Linked DNA regions of Sus scrofa: region 2 is linked to region 1. Evidence: chromatin contacts called from public Hi-C data. All regions are on one chromosome and are shown on one strand. The core of a region is the stretch at or near the end of the contact, and the rest is flanking DNA. Distances in the headings are between cores, read along the strand shown.

Region 1 (5,436 bases), core at 1,763-4,262:
GAGTTCCCGTCGTGGCGCAGTGGTTAACGAATCCGACTAGGAACCATGAGGTTGCGGGTTCAATCCCTGCCCTTGCTCAGTGGGTTAACGATCCGGCGTTGCCGTGAGCTGTGGTGTAGGTTGCAGATGTGGCTCGGATCCCACGTTGCTGTGGCTCTGGCGTAGGCCGGCGGCTACAGCTCCGATTCGACCCCTAGCCTGGGAACCTCCATATGCCGCGGGAGCCGCCCAAGAAATGGCAAAAAAACAAAAAACTAGGGATATATACATGATATTGATTATAGCAGTAACTGAGTACTAACAGGATTGTTCTGAAAACATGTATTTACTCAATTCTCACAACTCTATGAAATAACTATTATAATACCCATTTTCAAATTAAGAAACTGAGCCACAATGAGGGCAGCTATAGATAATCCTGGTAGATAATTCCATACGAACATTCATATACATCTAATAGAGCCACAATTTTAAACAAAAAAATTATATTCTAAAACCTATGCAGACCTGATAAAATAAGATATTCACAAAGTATAATTGTCTAAAATAAATATTTCTTCATCCTATCTCTGAAAAATTCTCCAAAAAAAAAAAAAAAAAAAAAAAAAGGCGCGGGGGGTTGAGGGCACCTGACAGAAGGTTGATAAGTTCATAAGGGAGTAAAGAGACCAAACCCTATTTCAGCTATCCATTGAACTTCATTTCTAACTTCAAAAAGAATTATCCCTCAGTTTTCACTTGAACATCCTAATCACCAAACAAAATACATACAAAAAACTTAGGGGAAAAAAGAAAAAACTTAGAAAGTTAAGAAATGCATTAGTTATGAAATACATCTTTAACACTTCCTTCATCTATAGCCCAGTGCTCTAGAGCCAGATTGAAATCCTGACTCCAGCACTTACTTGTTGTATGACTTTGGGCAAGTTATTTAATTTCTCTTTGCCTCAGGTTTACAAAATGGGAAAAACGACAATGGCATATATATATATATATATATGGGGGGAAGAGAGTGTATGTATGTAAATATAGTGTTTATTTTGTACCAGGTACTGTTCTGGGCAGTTTATACATGCCTATTGACTCATTCAATACAGCAACCCTTGGAGGTAGATTAGCACTATTATTATCATCACCTTTTTAGAGATGAGGCACTGAGAAGTAATTTGCCCAAGACTACTACGTTCCTACTAAGTGGCAGAGGCAGAATTTGAACTGAATGTGATTTTTTTTTCATCAGGAGTATATACCTCATAGGGTTATCATGGGACTTAGTCAACACATATAAAATGCTTATTCCACTGCCTGACAAGGAGTAAGGACTCAATAAAGATTTGTACCACACACACACACACACACATTTGTCTTTTGTTTTTTTTTTAGGGCTGCATGTACAGCATATGGAGGTTCCCAGGCTAGGGGTCAAATCGGAGCTGTAGCCGCCATCCTACACCACAGCTCGCCATCCTACACCACAGCTCACGGCAAGGCCGGATCCTTAACCCACTGAGCAGGAATCGAACCCGCGTCCTAGTGGATGCTAGTCGGGTTCGTTAACCACTGAGCCACGACGGGAACTTCTCGTATTATATTTTTTTCTTGACCTTAGTTCAATAGATTTCTCATTTCTTCGGAGGTCTTTAGGAATAGGCAAGACTTAAGGTCAAACCTATGATTTCTGATGATTTGCTTGATTTACACATTGGGTTCTAACTTGTGGCAATCATAGAAACCAAGAGTTCTTGACTTTTGACCAAGAACTATGCAGAAAAACCACAAAAGAAAAGAAAAGAAAAATACCGCCCTTGGAAAAGCCGGGTACTTTTCAAATATCCGACAAACCGACAAACTGGAGGCCACAGAAAGGGCAGGCAAAGCTAATACATCAAATCCATAACCTAAATTCCGACAAAAACGGAATTACTTTAAAACCAAGTAAGCAAACACAGAAGACCGATGCCTCAATAGTGTTAGGTCTAAATTTTTAATTGAATCGCCAGTCTTCCTACTTTTCACCTAATCACCACCAAACCACCCCACTTTTCTAGATTCTACGCTTTATCTGGTTTCCCCAACCCTGGTTTTCGTTTCGTTCTGCGCTAACGTGCTAACTTGGAGGCCTGGCTGGGGAGAATGCGCTCTTCTAGGCACTACCTAATACCCCACCTGAAGGCCTTCCTAACGATCGTTCCTTTCCGTCAAAGCGCCCGTCAGAAACGGCCAAATCTCGGGGCGTCTTTACGCTTCTATTTGGCGCCAGGCCGTAGGCCCGGGCGCAGAAAACGCCCAACCAGCCCATCGCTGGAAGCACGGATTTAACCGAATCAGCCGGGCTCTCGAGGAGCTTTCCTCAGAAAGGATGGCTCCGTCGGACCCCTGCCTTCGCCCCCCCGCTAATGCCCACAGTGCACAAGCCTGAGGTGAAACCTGCCGGTTTCCCTCACAAAGAGCCGGGGTCACCCGCGAGTGGTAGCGCCCCGCCGGGGCGAAGAGGGTCCGCCCCCCTCGACGTTCCCAAGCTCCGGGCCCGAAGCGCCCCCGCCCCCTTCAGACACATCTCCGCCGAAGGGACACTCCACCCCCAGGCCCTCAGGCCCGACCCCAACACCAGCGAACGCTCGCCGGGTTCCCCATCAGCCCTTCCTTGGTTCCGCCCACCCGCAAGAAAACTCGATCTACAACTGCGGCCGACCGCCCCTTCCCCCACCAACCGCGGTACTTGGATCCACCCACACCTCCTCCCGCTCCAACAAGGTCCGACTCGGCTCCTCACCCAAAGACATATCAATTTTGTCGAGGTTTTCATTGCTGCGGGCTTTCGGCGGCGGTGGCGGGGTCGCCGCGGCCCCCATTAACCGGGTACCAAACCGGTTCATGGTTAGAGACGTCGCGTAGGAGCAGTCAGCGGAGAAGGCCAGAGGCTGAGGCCTGTCACCTCCCACTCACGCACGCACGCAGACTAGCTGCACCGAGGGAGTGCGCACGCGTGCCGCCGGCGTCCTCCCCTCCCACCAGCGGCCGAGGGCTGGGGGAGGAACCACAGAGATGAGTGGCGGGCGAGAGCGGCCCCTTCCACGCGACTCGCGCCTAGCGGCTCTTGCTGGAGGGGAGGAAACCTTGCAGCCGCTGCGGTGGCCACTAGCCAGCCAGCTGTTTCGGCAGTTCGCCGTGCTACCCAAATTATGTTGGACCCTGAGCGCCTCAGAATCACATGCCTTAAATGAGATCATGTTCCTCTGTGCCCTTCGAGTCCTTCCTGCTACAGAAATGCCCTCTAAGCTTTGGTACACACGAATGTTCACAACCCACTGCAATGCAGCCTCGGAGGCAAAACAGACCCTGCGAGTGTGGGTGGCAGAACTGCGTTCTAGCTCCCCTCTCCCTGGCCAGCTCTTCTACCTGCAGCTTGTGGAGTCGCCACGTCTGGACACAAAGCAAAGACTGCACTGATAATTCTTGCGTCACCACACTAATAAAAGTAAATGCTAACGTTTCCCATATCTGTACCACTTCTCAGCTGGCACTCTCAAAACATTTTGCATGGTACTGGCTATCTTAATAAGACCTCACCTTCCTTTGGGAGAGGGGTAAGTACTTCTGTTTATTTGGCTGCGTTTTTCTCTAATTCATTTGCGTTGAGAATTGATAGGAAGATTCTTTTTTTTCCCCCTAATCATCTCTTTAGGAAAATTTCTTAATATTTGATGAATTCCTGCATAACAACTTTTTCCTCCTATTGACAAAACGTGATATTCCCTCTCTTTTTACCTCCTTCTCCTCTAAAGTAACCCTGCTTGTGTGGACGTATTTTGGTTATATCATCCTCAGAGGAGCTTAAATATCTAAGACATTTGCATCTTGGGAAAAAATCAGGGTCAAGTATTCTGGTCATTTAGGAATCTCTGCAACCTTCCCCCTCTCCACTTCCTAAAATTTCTTTTTGCATAGAAATGAACCAGTGACCTAAAGTATCTCAAACCCACAATAGGCTGTACTTATTTTTCGCCCAAGACTCAAATACACCATAAGAGAAGCGTGAATCAGCTGAAGGGGCACCTTTGAAGGGGTACAAGACACTTAAATGGGAGAGGAATGTTTGGACTCAAAAAGACCCAAGAACAATATTCAGCATGTCAAGGAGAGTAGCGTGTATGCTCTTAGCACAATGTGCTTGATTTTACTACTATTCCACTCTGTAGTTGCCACCCCTCTCCCTACTGTTAAAAACTAGGGAACTGGATTGTATAGATGTACAAGAGAGACCTTGGTTTTATTAAGTGGTACCTTTTTACTCAATTGAGCTATTCACCTTGTGAACTTGGGAGAGTGTCTGGGCCTCCTACTCATCTTCAAAGCAAGTAGTTAAACTAAATATATGTTATACTTAATTATTTCTAAGATTCCTTACAGATCTAAAATCTTTTAGGCAAAAGACATTTTTCTCCTTGCTGTCCTTCTCTCACTAGAAATAACTTCTGCAATCTCTACTTCTTTGTGGGAGCAAACTACAGGGAGGAATGTTGGGTTTTCTTAATTTTGTAAAAGGAAGAAAATTAATGCATTTAGAGTTTGGATACTATTTGTTCTATAGGCAGCTTAAAACAGGTAATAAGAATCCCAAATGGATAAAATCCTCCCCATATCAATTTATAAAGATTCCCTTTTATCCTGGTCATCTTCCCAAAACTGAAGCTCCATACCAAATCTCCTTAGCTCTAAAGGTTGTACTCCCCAGTGTTTCATGAAGCTATCCTAGCTGTTTTGTTTCAGACTTTCAGATTTCTCCAAGAGCTGAGGGTCTCAGGGTCTCAGAGCCATTGCCCAGATTCCCAAGGAAAAACCAGAAAAAAAGAGGTGTCATAGGTAAGGATGGGTCAGTCACACACAAAACAATACAAAACAAAACGGCAACGTGAGACACACAGCAGTGTGAAGTGAAGAGGGAGACAAGCCAAGAAATCAGACCTGGGGCTTGTCCAAAAAGTTGACCAGCCAGCTACAGGGCTGGAGTTAAAAGGTCAACCCTGCAATTTTCTGGGGCATGAGAGGCAGCTATTCATTTAATCATATATTCATTGAGCGCCAGGCATTGTAATAGGCCCTGGGGATAAAATAGGAAGCAAGAAGAATTCTATCCATATCTTCACATAACTTGCAAAGCAAAAAACATTTTCTGAGCACATATTGTAAATAAAGCACTGTGCTGGATGCTTGAGCATATGGCTTTTGTCTTCAGTTCAGCAGCTTCATCTAAATCAAAATGAACATAGAATTCAAGGAGTTCCCGTCGTGGCTCAGTGGTTAACGAATCCGACTAGGAACCATGAGGTTGTGGGTTCGGTTCCTGGCCTTGCTCAGTGGGTTAACGATCCAGCGTTGCCGTGAGCTGTGGTGTAGGTTGCAGATGTGGTTCGGATCCCTCGTTGCTGTGGCTCT
Region 2 (5,436 bases), core at 1,625-4,124, 350 kb before region 1:
ATGTCAGAAGACTGATCTCTGACTACATGAAATATTACTTTATCTTGTTTCCTTAAGTCACATTAAAATAACCCTGCCAAATTACTGACAATTTTATATAGTTAGACTTAAACCACAAAAACACATCATGTATTGCAAAAGTGAGCAGGCGTTTCTCAGTAACTAAATATATTTTAATCGCTTACCTATAATAATTTACCAATAAAAAGTTATATTCTTCTACATTGTTTCTATACGTTAATACGTCAAGCATATTTCACATATATGGATATTATTCATGATAAATGTATACAGCCTTTACAGAATCTTGACTTTAATCCCTTTCAAATTTCACAACTACAAAACAGCACACAGGCAGTCAGTTAACCAAAATTTAATTTATTCCTGTACTTCCAATACCATGGCATATTCAATTTCATTCATTCTTAAGAGTCTGAATAATCCAGCAATTCTACTTCTGAGTATTTTCTGAAGAAAAGGAAACCAATAACTCAAACATTCACTGAAATATTATTTATGATGTTCACTGCAATATTATTTACAATAGTCAAAACATGGAACCTAAGTGTCCATCAAATGGACAATGATGAATGGATAAATAAAATGTGGTATGTGGTATACATAAAAAATGGAATATTATTCAGCCATAAAAAATGAGGAAATTTTGCCATTTGCAACACATGGAGAGACCCTGAGGGCATTATGCTAAGTGACATCAGTCAGACAGAGAAAAGACAAATACTGCATGATCTTGAAAAAGAATGGATGTGTGTATATGTATAACTGAATAATTTTTTTGTACAGCAGAAATTATCACAGCATCGTAAATCAACTATACTTTAATAAAACTTCATAAAATGAAAAAAAATACTGTATGATCTCACTTATATGTGGAATCTAAAAAACAAAACAAAACTCATTAATACAGAGAATTACATGGGGGTAGCCATAGGGAAGGATGACTGAAATGAGTGAAAGTGATCAAAAAGTACAAACTTCCAGGTATAAAATAAACAAGTCCTGGAAACGTACAGTATGGCAACTATAGCTGATAATACTGTTATTATACAGCATTATTACTATTTGAACGTTGATAAGAGATTAGATCTTAAAAGTTCTCATCCCCCCAAAATTGTAACTATGTGTGGTGATAATGGTAACTAGATGTATTAAGGTGACCATTTCACAATACATACAAAATATCAAATCATTATGTTGTACACCTGAACCTAATACCTCATATATTTCTCAATTAAAAAAAAAAATTCTAGGAGTTCCCGTCGTGGCTCAGTGGTTAACGAATCTGACTAGGAACCATGAGGTTGCTGGTTCGATCCCTGCCCTTGCTCAGTGGGTTAAGGATCCAGCATTGCCTTGAGCTGTGGTGTAGGTTGCAGACGCGGCTCACTTCCCTCGTTGCTGTGGCTCTAGCATAGGCCAGTGGCTACAGCTCCGATTAGACCCCTAGCCTGGGAGCCTTCATATGCCGCAAGTGCGGCCCTAAAAAGCAAAAAAAACAAAAAAACAAAAAAAACCCCAAATCAAATTACAATATAGGAAAAAAGAGGAGTACAGCATCAAATCAGAGTCAAAATTAACTCCAAAGCTGTAGAGAAAGTCCAGAGAAACATTTCTGTGTTCTCCAAAGGGCCTTCAATAGATACCTGTTGAATGGACAAATGAATTAAATCTTGCTAATGAAAGATGAGACCCCAGATCCAAACGAGATGTATCTGTTACCTGCGGAAGTCAGTGGATAAGCTTTACCCTTCAACAACTGCAGGAACTCGGGGTCCAACACACCCCCACCCTCACCTTGGAGAAAGGGCCATACCTGTACTGCCAGCCTTTGGCACTGCCACCTCTGCTGCTGCCGCTGCTGCTGCTGCTGATTCCACCCCCACAGCTGCTGTTGCTGCTGTTCTTGTTGGGGGTCACCGCGGTGGCCAGGCCCTCCAGCCTTCCTTCGCTCTCTGAGACTTTCATTGTTGACAGTGGTTCACCTCCCTGCATCTTAACTTCAAAGTCCATTTGCCCCTCTCGGGCGGAGAGAACAACTCTGTATGGTAGTTTTGTAAGTGGTGAGATTTAAGATTTGATCTGAAGGTGATCCCAATTGCCAAATGAGACGGTGGCTGGAGTAGGAACCATCAAATAATCCAGGGAACGAATACAAGCATTCCTCGTGAAGGAAAACTTTTAAGAGGAGAGGAGTAGCGATGAGAATAGATGTCCTTTAAATAGATGTCTCCTTTCGGGCAAAAACAAGGAAGAAAAAAAAATCACCCTGCCCGAGGACTTGGTGGCATGCTCAAAGGAGAAGCAGAAGGAGCGTGGGGAGGTCGCGGACTCCAGCCAAGAGGGCTGGGAGGAGGACGGGCCACGGACCGGGACTCGCGGCCTGACCTCTGGGCTGACAGACTTGACCCGCCGCGCTCCCTCTTCTTCTCCAGCCGGTCCTCAGCGGGAAGGGCCCCGTCCACCCCTCTCGGCGGTTCCCGCCGCAGCCCCCAAGACTGAGCGGGAGCAGCCCGCGCGCAGCCGGGGAGGAGGGTTGGGGAGGGAGGCCGCCGGGGGCGGGACGCCGGCTCCCAGGGCTACCCTGCCTCCGGCAAAGGCGAGCCGCTCGGGGCGACTTCCTCCAGCACGCTCGGCCTCGGGCCCTCGACTCGGTTCTCAGGGGCGGACTAGTCCCTCACCCTCTCCCCAATCCAAATGTGAGAGCCACAACGGCGGCCGCCGCCCCACCCACAGTCCCACGGTAGGTCACCCACCCGCCTGCTCTCTCCCCGCCTTCCCTTCCGGAGTACCATGAGCTCACTTCCCTCAGAGCGGAAGCCCTGGGCGCCATCTTGGAGCAGGGCGCGCAGCCCTGAAGGGGGCGGAGCCTCGGGGATAGCGGGGCCTGGGCGGTGGACTCCAAAGGAAGGGCGGGGAGGGTGGCAGAGGGCGGAGGCAGGGGGACTGACGAAGAGGGAGAAGTAAAGGACTTAGCGCCCTAGTGGAGGGTGGCTTCCGGTCTTCCTAACCCGGTGCAGGCCTTCTGTTCCAGGGCCCATTCCAGCCATTTTAGGGAGAAAACTTAGAAAAATGTCATTTCTATAAGAAATTACAAAAACAGGGAGTTCCCCTCCTGGCGCAGCGGTAACAAACCCGGGTGGTATCCTCGAGGACATGGGTTTGATCCCTGGCTTCCATCAGTTGGTTGGGGACCTGGTGTTGCTGCGAGCTGTGGTGTAGGTCGCAGAGGCAGCTCAGATCCAGTGTGGTTGTGGTGTAGGCCCCCAACTGCAGCTCCAATTCAACCCCTAGACTGGAAACTGCCATGTGCTGCAGGTGTGGCCCTAAAAAGATTAAATAAATAAATAAAATTACAAAACCAAAAACCATCTATTCATTTTAATAATTTTACAAAAAAAAAAACCTGTGATATTGGCATAAGGCAAATCAGTGTTATAAATAAAAAAGCAACTGTTGGGAGTTCCTGTTGTGGCTCAGTGGGTTAAGAATCTGACATAATTTTAGTGAGGATGCAGTTCCATCCCTGGCATCTCTCAGTGGGTTAAGGATCTGGTGTTGCCGTGAGCTGTGGTGTGGGTCGCAGACGCGGCTCGGATCCCGAGTTGCTGTGGTGTAGGCCGGCGGCTACAGCTCCGATTAGACCCCTGGCCTGGGAACCTCCATATGCCGCGGGAGCGCCCAAGAAATGGCAAAAAGACCAAAAAAAAAAAAAAAAAAAAAAAAAAGTGAGATATGGAAATGCTATAAAATTTGGTTGTGACGATCATTGTATGCCTATAAATGTAATAAAATTCACTGAGTAAAAAAAGAAAAAGAAAATAAGTGAGATGGAGTGGAGAACTTACCTTAGAGAAAACAGTTGAGAGGAGTTACCTGACATGGCGCAGTGGAAATGAATTCAACTAGGAACCATGAGGTTGAGGGTTCGATCCCTCGCCTCAGGATCCTTCCTTGCCTTGAGCTGTGGTGTAGGTCCAAGATGGGCTCATATCCTGAATTGCTGTGGCTGTGGTGTAGGCTGGCAGCTGTAAGCTCTGATTCGACCCCTAGCCTGGGAACCTTCTTATGCTGTGGGTGTGGCCCTTAAAAGCAAAAAAAAAAACCAAAAAAAACAAACAAAAAAAAACAGTTGAGGAAAGTTATCTATGAGGAGATGATATTTATTTATTTATTTGTCTTTCTAGGGCCACTCCCTCGGCATATGGAGGTTCCCAGGCTAAGGGTCTAAACAGAGCTGTAGCCGCCGGCCTTTGCCACAGCCACAGCAACGCCAGATCCCAGCCGCCTCTGCGACCTACACCACAGCTCATGGCAAGGCCATATCCTTAACCCACTAAGCAAAGCCAGGGATCGAACCTGCAACCTCATGGTTCCTAGTCGGATTTGTTAACCACTGAGCCACGACGGGAACTCCGAGGAGATGATATTTAAAGTGAGAGATTAAAGAAAGGCGAGGAAGCTAAGGAAAAAGCTAGCTTTACTTATTTGGGGACAAGAGAGACGTGGGAGGAAATTCTCTTGTGGTGCAGCAGGTTAAGGATCTGGCATTGTCCCAACTGCGGTGCAGGTTCAATCACTGGCCCAGGAATTTCAGCATGCTGTGGGCGAGCCAAAAAAAAAAATAAAGAAAAAGGATAGAGACTAACCAGCATTGGTTATTGGGATGTGGAGAAATTGAAACCTTCATATACCACAGGTAGAAATCTGAAAGGTGGTATATCCATACAATGGAATATTATTTGGCTATAGAAGGAATGAAGTGCTAATATATGCTACAACAAAGATAGATTTCAAAAGCATTATGCTAAGCACAAGAATCAAGACACCAAAAGCCACATATTGTATGATTCCGTTTATAAAAAATGTCCAAGATAGGCAAACCTATAGAGGCGGAAAGCAGATTAGTGGTTGCCAGGTGCTGGGAGGAAGGAGGCATGGAAAGTGACTGCTAATGGCTATGAGGTTTTTTGAGGGGTCATGAAAATGTTTTAAAGTTAGATTAGTGATGGAGTTCCTCTGTGGCTCATCAAGGTTAAGAACCCAGTGTTGTCACTGTAGCAGCTCAAGGCACTGCTATGGCACGGGTTTGATCCCTGGCCCAGGAACATGCCATGGGCACAACCAAAAAAAAAAAATTTAAATAAAACAAAATTATTTTGGTGGTGATAGTTGCACAATCTTGTAAATATACTAAGACCTACTTAACTGTATGCTTCAAATGGATGAATTCATGGTAAGTGAATTTTATAAAAATAAAGGTAATTTTTAAAAAAGCCTCTAGGAGTTCCCATCGTGGCGCAGCAGAAATGAATCCAAATAGGAACCATGAGGTTGAGGGTTCGATCCCTAGCCTTGCTCAGTGGGTTAAGGATCCAGTGTTGCTGTGAGCTGTGGTGTAGGTCGCAGATGGGGCTC

What was found. Hi-C and Micro-C count contacts between places; a contact is called where the count stands out from the background.
Region 2: a Hi-C map of liver shows a contact between it and region 1, with 3 times the contacts expected there. The contact joins the promoter of OSBPL11 here to the promoter of FYTTD1 in region 1. A contact is called at or near these places in 1 of 47 Hi-C or Micro-C datasets (liver) and 1 of 2 datasets of contacts at active chromatin or transcription factors (alveolar macrophages).

The regions. Positions count from the first base shown.
Region 1 is chr13:134,361,222-134,366,657 of Sscrofa11.1, reverse strand. It overlaps FYTTD1 (UAP56-interacting factor), which reads right to left and starts at 3,012. Exons shown (of 9, transcript XM_003358772.4): 1 at 2,774-3,012. The coding sequence starts at 2,876. It also overlaps a transcript of RUBCN not described here.
Region 2 is chr13:134,715,789-134,721,224 of Sscrofa11.1, reverse strand. It overlaps OSBPL11 (oxysterol-binding protein-related protein 11), which reads right to left and starts at 2,874. Exons shown (of 13, transcript XM_021070201.1): 1 at 1,835-2,874. The coding sequence starts at 2,031.